Linked DNA regions of Mus musculus: region 2 is linked to region 1. A link is a contact called in public Micro-C data. All regions are on one chromosome and are shown on one strand. The core of a region is the stretch at or near the end of the contact, and the rest is flanking DNA. Distances in the headings are between cores, read along the strand shown. Region 1 holds the start of Aplp2 (amyloid beta (A4) precursor-like protein 2). Region 2 holds the start of Barx2 (BarH-like homeobox 2).

The links. A called contact is a pair of places that touch in the nucleus more often than the background predicts.
Region 2: a Micro-C map of embryonic stem cells shows a contact between it and region 1, with 4 times the contacts expected there. The contact joins the promoter of Barx2 here to the promoter of Aplp2 in region 1. A contact is called at or near these places in 1 of 39 promoter capture datasets (cranial neural crest), 1 of 484 Hi-C or Micro-C datasets (embryonic stem cells) and 1 of 115 datasets of contacts at active chromatin or transcription factors (pancreatic cancer cells).

The regions. Positions count from the first base shown.
Region 1 is chr9:31,209,772-31,214,518 of GRCm38.p6, reverse strand. It overlaps Aplp2 (amyloid beta (A4) precursor-like protein 2), which reads left to right and starts at 2,671. Exons shown (of 18, transcript NM_001357698.1): 1 at 2,671-2,896. The coding sequence starts at 2,792.
Region 2 is chr9:31,911,025-31,915,771 of GRCm38.p6, reverse strand. Barx2 (BarH-like homeobox 2) reads left to right here and starts at 2,487. Exons shown (of 4, transcript NM_013800.2): 1 at 2,487-2,867. The coding sequence starts at 2,681. Gm31497 (a long non-coding RNA gene) reads right to left here. Exons shown (of 3, transcript XR_379218.3): 3 at 4,574-4,747.

The DNA.
Region 1 (4,747 bases), core at 1,422-3,921:
GGAGAGGTGGCTCAGCGGGTAAGAGCACTGACTGTTCTTCCAAAGGTCATGAGTTCAAATCCCAGCAACCACGTGGTGGCTCACAACCATCTGTAATAAGATCTGATGCCCTTTTCTGGTGTGTCTGAAGACAGCTACAGTGTACTTAGATACAATGATAAATAAATCTTAAAAATATATATATATAAAAAAAGAACCTTTAATCCCAGCACTTGGGAGGCAGAGGCAGGCAGATCTCTGAGTTCGAGGCCAGCCTGGTCTACTCGAAACCCCCCCCCCCCAAAAAAAAAGGGGTGGGGTGGGGTGGGGAATGTACTGAAGATAAAGTGTGCTCAAAAGATACAGTGTGCCTAGGATGCTGGAAGACCTCTGTTCAGTTCCCAGACTTAAATAAAATAAAACAAAATAAAATACTAGTAATTAGACTTTCCTAGGAAGCTTCATAAATATATGTATATTAGAGAATCGGAATTTCTGGAGTTGTGGTCCTTTGTAATAAAATTCATAGTTGACTCTGAAACGCATCTTCAATTGGGAGCAGCAGTCATAGTCTGCATCTCACATATGTATAGGGTATACACAGAGGATCGAAGACTCCTGCACAAGTTAGAAATACAACCATGAACTCTGGGCCTTTTAAAACAAAGAAATGCATATGCCTTAAATGTATGTGGAAGACAAAGTCTGAGTCTTATGAAAATAGAACAAAATGATTATCTTAGAACCTTTTACTTTTGTGCACAAAGATAATAAAGGATTCTTAGACCTAGACCACATTTGGGATGAAAATTTACTGTCTGAGAGCTGCAAGAGTAGACACACTCCAACAGCATCATGTAATAAAGATAGAGTAGCATTTTAGAGTCCAGAACATGGTCGATGTGTCAATCACCTCTCATGAATACTCTTCAATGTCTGAAAATGCAAACAAACTTTTTCCAGTTCCAACTTGCTTTAGGCTGAAATTCCCTTACGTCATTTCCTAAATTCGTTTCCCCCCTCCCACATATTAGATGCTTTTACTATTTCTTCACAAGGGCAGGGAGACAGAGAAGAGAGGGGAAGATCCAGAAAGGGAGGGCAAAATCTTAATTTCCCTTATCTTTTCTAAGGGCCACTAATCCTGTCCTGAAATGCCCCCCATCCATGACCTCAACTAAATCCAGTTACCTTTCAAAGGCCCCACTGACAAGTGCCACATTTGTTCAATGTATAAATGAGAGTGAAGGTAAATTCAGTACTAAACTCATGCTAATTCTAGGGCCTCTGGATTGAGTACTAACATTTATCGAATGAGGTCCCCATTTGGAGACTCACTGGGCGTAATTCATGTCTTGTCAGTGATGTGAGAGACATAGAGACCTAGCCATGGGAAAGTGCCACGGTATGATACAGCCCTCTCAGCATTCTGAGGTGGGTGAAATGACATCTGTGTAAGGTGTTTCCTGTAGGTGGAATGGAGGATTGTGGGAATGGAGCAGGAGCAGGAAGGGCTGTGCAATGGAAAGGTGTCTGGCATCCATTGAGAATGAGGCAGAGCCAGTTTGACCACAGCGGGACTGCTTACGTTGGCGTGCAGTTGCAGAATGCATCTGTAAAATACAGGGTCCTTACTGTCCCACTCTGCCCACTATAGACACTGTCTCTCCCTCTCCACTAAGATGCTTCCTGCGGAGAGGAACTTGGTTCTTGATATGGTTGAAGCTAAAGAAATGAGTCCAGGTCTCTGCAGAGGGTGGTACATAAATCACCCGCTACGGAAAGGAAACAAAGCCAGCAGAGCCCTCGTGATGGAGAGGACAAGGTGCCAGTTGTGAACTGGGGCAGCAGGCCGCTTTCCCAGGAACCAAGATGCTGGGGAGCATGAAAAAAGAGAGAAAGCGTGTCTTTTGCTTTAGAGATCTTAAACTGAAGAAAAATGATGCCAGAATCCTGTCCTGAAACACATGAGAAGGGGGGTGGGGGGGTGGGAGCTTGTGTTTCAGTGGCCTGGCGCCACTGGCCTCGGCGGGGAAGGCCTCTCTGTGCCGCAGGGGCTGTGACGACGAGGAGGGGCAGGGAAAGGACCTAAGGAGCAGAGGTCAGCGGTGTGCAGACACTGCGGGTTCAGGGGCGAAACAAGGGCGCAGAGGTCTGGGGGGGAAGAGCGCGCCCCGTGCAGCGCTGGGGAGAGCAGAATGTCGGCGTTCATCCTCCAGGGCGACAGGGTCGGTCCTCTGCAAACCGTCCGGAACTCCCAACAATTCATCCTGTTTTTAATTAAAACATTTTCCAGAAGCCCCAAAGAGGGCGGTACCCAAAGGAATATGGAAAATATCCTGCAGGGTTAGGGGAGTGGGGCGTGCCCAAATCCCGATGCTGAAGGTGGATGATGTAGAGCCACCCCAGGAGACAACCAAACAGGAGCCTCCCGCCCTGGGAACAGCGGCCCACGGTCTACCCGCGAAGACTCCTGCGCCCCCAGCCTCGGGTCCAGAGCGGGGGCGGGGCTGGCCGTGGCTTGGGGCGGGGCCACGAGGGGGCACGCGCTGGGCGGGGAGGGGAGTCGGTGTATCCGTGCTCTGATTGGACCTGGGCTAAACAAGGGGAGGTATCTTAGGCCAGTTATGCCGGCTCGTATTGGGTCCTGTCGAAGAGGGGCGTGGTTTTGTGAAGTCAGTTCCGGTCGATGTAAAACCCCCGGGGCGGCGGCGAACGGGCTTCAGACGCTTCTGGGTCGCGGTAGGGAAGCGCTGTAGCCTGGCTGTGCGAGAGACGGGGAGAGCCCAGCGCCACAGCGACCTGGAGAAGGATGGCGGCCACCGGGACCGCGGCCGCTGCGGCCACCGGCAAGCTTCTTGTCCTGCTGCTGCTCGGGCTCACGGCGCCCGCTGCGGCTCTGGCTGGCTACATAGAGGTGAGGACCAGGCGAGCTCCCGATCTGCGTCTCCTCCGGTCGCCCGGGAGCACGGCCTGTGGGCGGGCGTGGGACCGGGGGCGCGGCGCGAGGCTCGGCGCAGCGGCGGGTTGCCTTCCCCCCACCCCGCCCGCGCGCCTCAGCTTTGCGCAGAGCTTAGCGCCGAGGTCGGGCTGCCTCTGTCGCCGCAGAGGCCAAATGAAAGGCGTCGGGGCTGCGGGGCCGCCCCAGCCCCCTACCCGCTGGCGGCGCCGCCGCATCCTCGGGGACACCGCACCGCGCGCTCTCCCTCCCCCGGGGCCGTGCGCGCCTCAGCCGTGCGCCCTGCGGCCCCGCGGCGCTCTAAATGGGGCGGCCTGCACCGGGTCCCCGGTGCCCGCAGCGGTCGGGGGCCTGGGCTTCGGGCTCGCACCTTGACGGTCGGCGCGCAGCAGTCGTTGACCAGGTGGACTTGGCAGCGGGGATGCGGCTCCAGCCCTGGCGAGTGGCCGAGATGCCGAGGGAGCGGGGAGAGGAGGCGCCGCCAGGGCAGCGGGGCGCTCTGCGCCCTCCCTTGCCTCCCAGTCGTTTGCACAAGTCTGGCAAACTAGGGAGCCCGGCTTTCCTCCTCCCAGGGGACGTTGAAGCTATCCACCAGTACATTTGGAAAGCTTCAGGGGGTACTTTACGTGGGTCAGGGTCACAGTGATTGTTCTGCACCAGAGGTCACCCCCGTTAACCTGGTGAAGTCGTCTAGGGTCCCAGGTGGTTGGCGGGAGTTCAGGCCGCTGGAAGAGCCAGGATGTCGGATGTGGAACCCGTACTGCAGCTTGCTCTGCACCTAGCCTCCCCGCAAGAACCCTCTGTCGCCTAGGGAGACATGGGACTTTATTTTTACTTACTTTCTCGAAATAATGCTTGAACTGTAGGACTGGACTGTGTGTTTCTGGTGTTGTTTATTTCTTCTTGCGCCTGCTTGTATTAAAAAAAAAAAAAAAACCCACCGTGGCTTTCTGTACGTTGAGCCAGTGTCAGAGATTGCGTTTGATAAAATAGGCATGACCTGAGAATGTTCTAATTAAAAACCCGGCTCAGAGTGAATTCATTTCTACAGAATGTGTAAATATTTCTATTGGTAAAAAGATCTAATGAGGAAAAAAATCTTCCGGATGGCACATCTTAAAACAATCTTTGTATTCATCTTGCTTGAAACTTTTTGACTGAGGTGGGAAAAAAAGATAAGTCTTAAGTAGAAACAGTTAATGTTTATACACACGAACTTTTCGATTCTTTCAGCTTCCACACAGTTGGTAGGGCTGTATCTGTGATCCCTGATAAGATGTCACTGGGAAACAGCTACATTGAGCGGGGATAAGAAGAGAAGGGTGGGGAGACCGAGTTTTATATATTGGGTGGGACTTAATGGGTCAGTGTCAAAAACCATTGTTCACACTCCACCTCACTTTCCAGCGGTGTGAGAAACTTTAGGTACTAGTGAATTCACAATAAAGAATTCATCAGTTTTAAAGAATCCATTTAATATTTAATGTCTCCAGGGGAAAAATACCAATATCAGAATTAGTTGTTATGGATTAATTTTGACAGATCGCCACGCTGTTCAATTGAAAAGTTTGTCTAAACAAAGTAAAAAACATTTTTGCAGAATGCTTTTAAAATGGAGTTTTGTAGACTTTTCACTTCCTTGGAACAATATTTTTATTCACACTGTCATTGTCTCAAGTGGTCTTTCCTTTGGCTGCCTGGCAGAGTTTTATTCACATGTGTACATTCTCTTTGCTTATTTGCTGTCAAGCAGAGGATTGCTAAAGCCATAATTCAGATGAGAATGGTTTAAATCATGATGTCTTTGAG
Region 2 (4,747 bases), core at 1,238-3,737, 700 kb before region 1:
GTTTGTAAGGCACCGATGGGGGATGCTCTCTACTTCTTTGGCTATCAAAATTCACTAGCTTTCAAGCCAAATTGACAGGAGGGTTTAAGTGAATTTTGTGCCTGAGGCTCTATGGGAAGAAGGGAGCAGTAAGACGACAGAATGAGGCCCCACTTGGAAAGACTTGTCATGGGGCCAGTCCATTCCTGCAGACTGGGCTAGGAGTTCAAGCACTTGGTCTGTCTAAGAGCTTCCCTGGGTACGGGTTCACAAATGCCACTCCTGACTCGAGTTTGGAGAGAGAAAAGGTGGAGAGGGAGAAAGAAAGGGAAGAAGAAAAAGAAACAAGCATGCATTATGGGGGGAAGAACGGAACGAAGGGCAGAAGTAAGGAAAGAGAAAAAGGAGCCCAAACTTAGAAGCCCCAAAGGCGAGTACCAACGAGGGAAAGGGAGAAATGAGAGGGGTAAAAAGAGGGAAGAGCCAAGAGAAAGAAAGAAAAAAGGTTGAAGGACAGGAGTGCAGGACAGAGACAGGGTTACCGATAGTGAGACCCAGAGCGCACGCCTTCGCGAGACCACTCCGGAACCTGCTAGCCTAAGCGCAGCGGCACGCTCAAGCTCCGGCCCTGAGGCCATTCGGATGCCGGGCTCCGAGCGCTGCAAGCCGGTCTCCCTGTCGCCTCCGTCAGACTCAATTCCCGCCAAGCACTTAGTTTCTTCGTGGCTGCCTATGGTGCGGCATGGCACTGTACGGGTGACTCAAGAGAGCAGCGCCTCAGGATTAGCACGGCAGCGAGTGTTGCGCTGGGTCCCTGGCCCCTGGCTCCTCGCGTAGCGGGTCGAGGCGACCGGTGGCGCACCCCGACAGGTCCTAGGCCCTCCGTCCTCCACAGCAGATAGTCCACAGAGTCCAGGGATAAAGGCAAGGACCTCAGCCTCTGGGGTACCTAGCTGCAGTGCTGGCTACCTATGTCTGGTACAGCAGAAATAAAAGCAATCTCAAGAGTTAAGAAGGAAAGAGAAATCAGGCAGAGGCAGACACACGAGAAATAAAAATCATTAATACGAGCTGATGCCCACAGCAAACGCTCGACTATGATTCAGTCTATTAATGCCTATTTTCTTTAAGTGTTTAATCATTAGTTCAGCAAGTTTGTTCCTTAGCGAGTTTAACCACCGGCCCAGGTGCGCGTCCCGACTTGCTTCCGCGGCTAACCATGCTCGGAGCGCGTAGCCACGGGATCAGTCGCACCGTGCGAGCGTCAGGCAAACACCATCGGCTGTTTTGTCCCAAATTCTGTGTCCCCGCTGTCCGTTTCTTTTCCAGCTTGCGCACACCACTTCAGGGGCACAGTCTTGGGGGCTGGGAGTGCACCCGGAGGTCGTTTCCCACGGCCGGCCGGCCGGCTGGAAGAGTCACTGACAGCAGGAGCTGTCCTAGGCGCTTAGGTGCGGGCCGGACGCTCTAACGCAAGGATTGTGGTTAGGAACAAAGTTCGTACAGACATTGGTAGGAACAGATTCTGAGATTAGGACGCTAGGAAGAAAGAGGCAAACCATCCCCCAATACCAGAAGTGTGTTATACCCCGGAATGGAAAGCGGGATTGGGCACTAGGAAAAGCCAGAATTTGGGCTAACTTTGGAAGGGCCGCGGGCACGTCGCGATCCCGCTGTTTTGGCCCTTTCTGGCAAAAGAAAACCGTTGTATGAACAGAATTTAAACACACACTCACACACACCACATTACTACCCTAGTTTATAATTGGGATAACGGAGTGTGCTAAATTCATTTGTAGTTTGGGGTCGTAGTGAGGCAATCAAGTTTGCAACCTTGGAGCAAATGCCCCACCTCGGGAGCGCACGGCTGCAGCGCGGGCTTCGGAGCTGTGGGCTGGGTTGAGAGAGGACACTGTGGTTTAGGGAAATGGCCCAGCGGGGACAAGTGAGGCTCGGTGGTCGTCGGAAAGCGCGCGCTCTGGAGCCCGGAGCTTCGCGATTCTGGATGAAGATGCCACTGCTTTATGGCAAGAGGTGTGGACATAGCTGCCTATAGGGTTGCGGGGGCGGAGGGGCGGGAGCGGTGCCCCCTTTAGCAGGACTGGCGCTAAGGGAGGACAGAGGGGCGATGCGACTCGGAAAAGTGGCGGCTAGACTCCTGAGTCCCTGGAGAAGGAGGCGCGCGCCCGCAGTCCTGCGCGTGCACACACACACACGAGCGCGCGCACACACCCGTACACACACCTGGAGCTGGGGGAGGGGGAAAGGAGAACCGGAGCGAGTGTCTTAAAATAGAGCCGCCTGGGGAGCGCTCGACTCTCGGATCGGCGGGAGGCAGCGGGCAAGAGCGGTCGGACCCGGGGTGCGCAGGTCAGCACCCCAGCCGCACGGGCGCGCAGGGGCGGGGTAGCGGCCGACGCCCCTCGGCTCGCGCTCCGCACCTGGCCCTGCAGGAAGTGCGCGCTGATTGACAGCTGCGGTGTCCCAAAAAGGCTGTAGTCAAAGATGCTGCTCGGCGGGTGGGTGTAGACGCAGCAGGCGCGCCCGTGCCCTCTCTGCTTTGCGCGCCTCCCCGGGCCCCGCCGCCCCTCTGGCTGCCGAGGAGCGGGGCTCAGGCCCCAGCCAGCGAGCCACCTCCTGCGGTCCCGGACGGCCAGGCGCTCGCCGCGCTCAGGTCGCCAGGCTCTGGTCCCGGCTCACCATGCACTGCCACGCGGAACTGAGGCTGAGCTCACCCGGCCAGCTCAAAGCAGCCAGGCGGCGCTACAAGACTTTCATGATCGATGAGATCCTCTCCAAGGAGACCTGCGACTACTTTGAGAAACTTTCCCTCTACTCTGTGTGCCCGTCGCTGGTGGTGCGACCCAAGCCCCTGCACTCTTGTACCGGTAAGACAACCGCTGGGCGATATAGTGGGCTGCTGTACTTTTGCCCGTGTGCGGTCGCCTCTGCTTTCCAACCTGAGAGCCAGAGGGACCAAAGGATTCTTTTCCTGCGTCCTTGCAAGAACAGACTCGCCCGCCAGTGGTGGGCATTCAAAAGCGTTTGCAACCGGGCCTGGGCAGGTACTGCTCCCTGGATGGGAGATGAGTTAAGACCAAGTGGTCCTTGGAGTGAGACGCCAATGTAGCATAACTGTCCTGGCTTCTTGGAGAAAGCGTCCTTCTCCCTGGCACTACCGGGGGTTTTAGTGAGAAACTTCAAACACTTGAACAGATTCAGTGCCTAGGCGGTTTCACGCAGTGAGCTTGTCAGTTTCAACTTTAATTTGGTGGTCTCATCTTTCACCTAGAGTTAGATTGCCCAGCCTCTTTTGTAATTTTACAGGTAAATCGGTTTCATGGGCTTCAAAATAAACTTGTGACTACATCAAACTTTACTTAAAATGATTGCCCTCAGGAAAGTAGTTTTGGGCTGTGCTGAGTTTTGACACAAGCAGAAAGGATAAACCCCTTGTTTGTTTTAAGTGACTAAAACCAACACTAGTAACAGTTTTTTTAAAAAAAAAAAAACCCTCAAACCTGGTTTCCTCTGTCCACAAAAACTAGACCAATAGGAAGGAAACAGAGAATTTAGTAATTACATTGAAAAAGTAGATCTGTAGGAAATCAATCCAAAGACATTTAAAACAGGGTGTACATTTAGAGAAGCTCTGGGTTTCAAAGTTCCCTGGCAGATGGGGATCAGGCTACAAAAAAGTTAGGTGGAGCTAAAACAGTTGAAAATATTTTCAAGGAAGTTCTTGACTGTGCTTTCCACTGAGAGCAAACAAGTGCTTTGGGCCTTTGGTTCTGTGCTTGCTGTATGACTGCCATGAAACAAACTCACGAAATTATAATTGGAAAAATGGAAGTGTGTGCCCACTGCAGTGGTTCCCAGACTTCTTTTCTGAACTTCGGGGATAAAAAGCTGCTAAATGTAATACTTGGAATTCCATCTCTCCCACGGTCCAGCCATGCTAGTCACTAAGTCTAAATAATAAATATGGGGAGAGGTTTTTCCCAAATCAAGTTACTCCTACATTTGGCCATAAAATGAATATTTCACTTCTTTCAGCAAGGTAGTTTTAGACTTGATATCCCACAACAAGCCTTGTAATACTGAATTTTATAAACAAGAAAATAATCAAGGTATACATTAAATAGATTTGAGAAACAAGATAGAGGCCCACCCTGCTGGCATTTTGTCTGCTATATATGTAGAGTCTCCAATGAGTCATCTGTGAATGTTTGGGGCTGGAGAAGTAGGCTAAATCTTCTCTTTGAGAACATTTATTTGCCACAACAATAAAATCCCAATGAGGACCCCCCCCCGTGACAATTCTCATTGTACCCCGTTGAGTCTCGCTACCCAGAAGATAGGTTCAGTTCCTGAGGGACCCAGGGCCCTGTTTAGTACCTGCTGCCTTTCAGGGGCTTTGATGTAATTCTAAGGCCACTTTCCATGGCTTGTGGGAGTCACAGAGTTGGGTCATGCAAGAAAACATGCTGGAAAAAGAGAGGGAGAAAAAGGCCCAGAAAGTTTTCACGTAGTCAGTCCAGGCTAGTTCCATGATTTATGGAACCTTGGGTGGGAAATAAAACAGGCACACTGCAATGATTCAAAGGCAGTTTTGTGAGCAATAAAGGTGAGTTGACATGGTCGCAGGCTTGTCCTGTGTTCCTAGAAGTTCTTGGTTTGCTGCAGGAGAGGTTATTTGCGGTGGTTTTCTTGCCTTCTTTTTCCATTCTTCCCCCTGGATCGTTTCTTTCAAAATGTGCTTGATTTG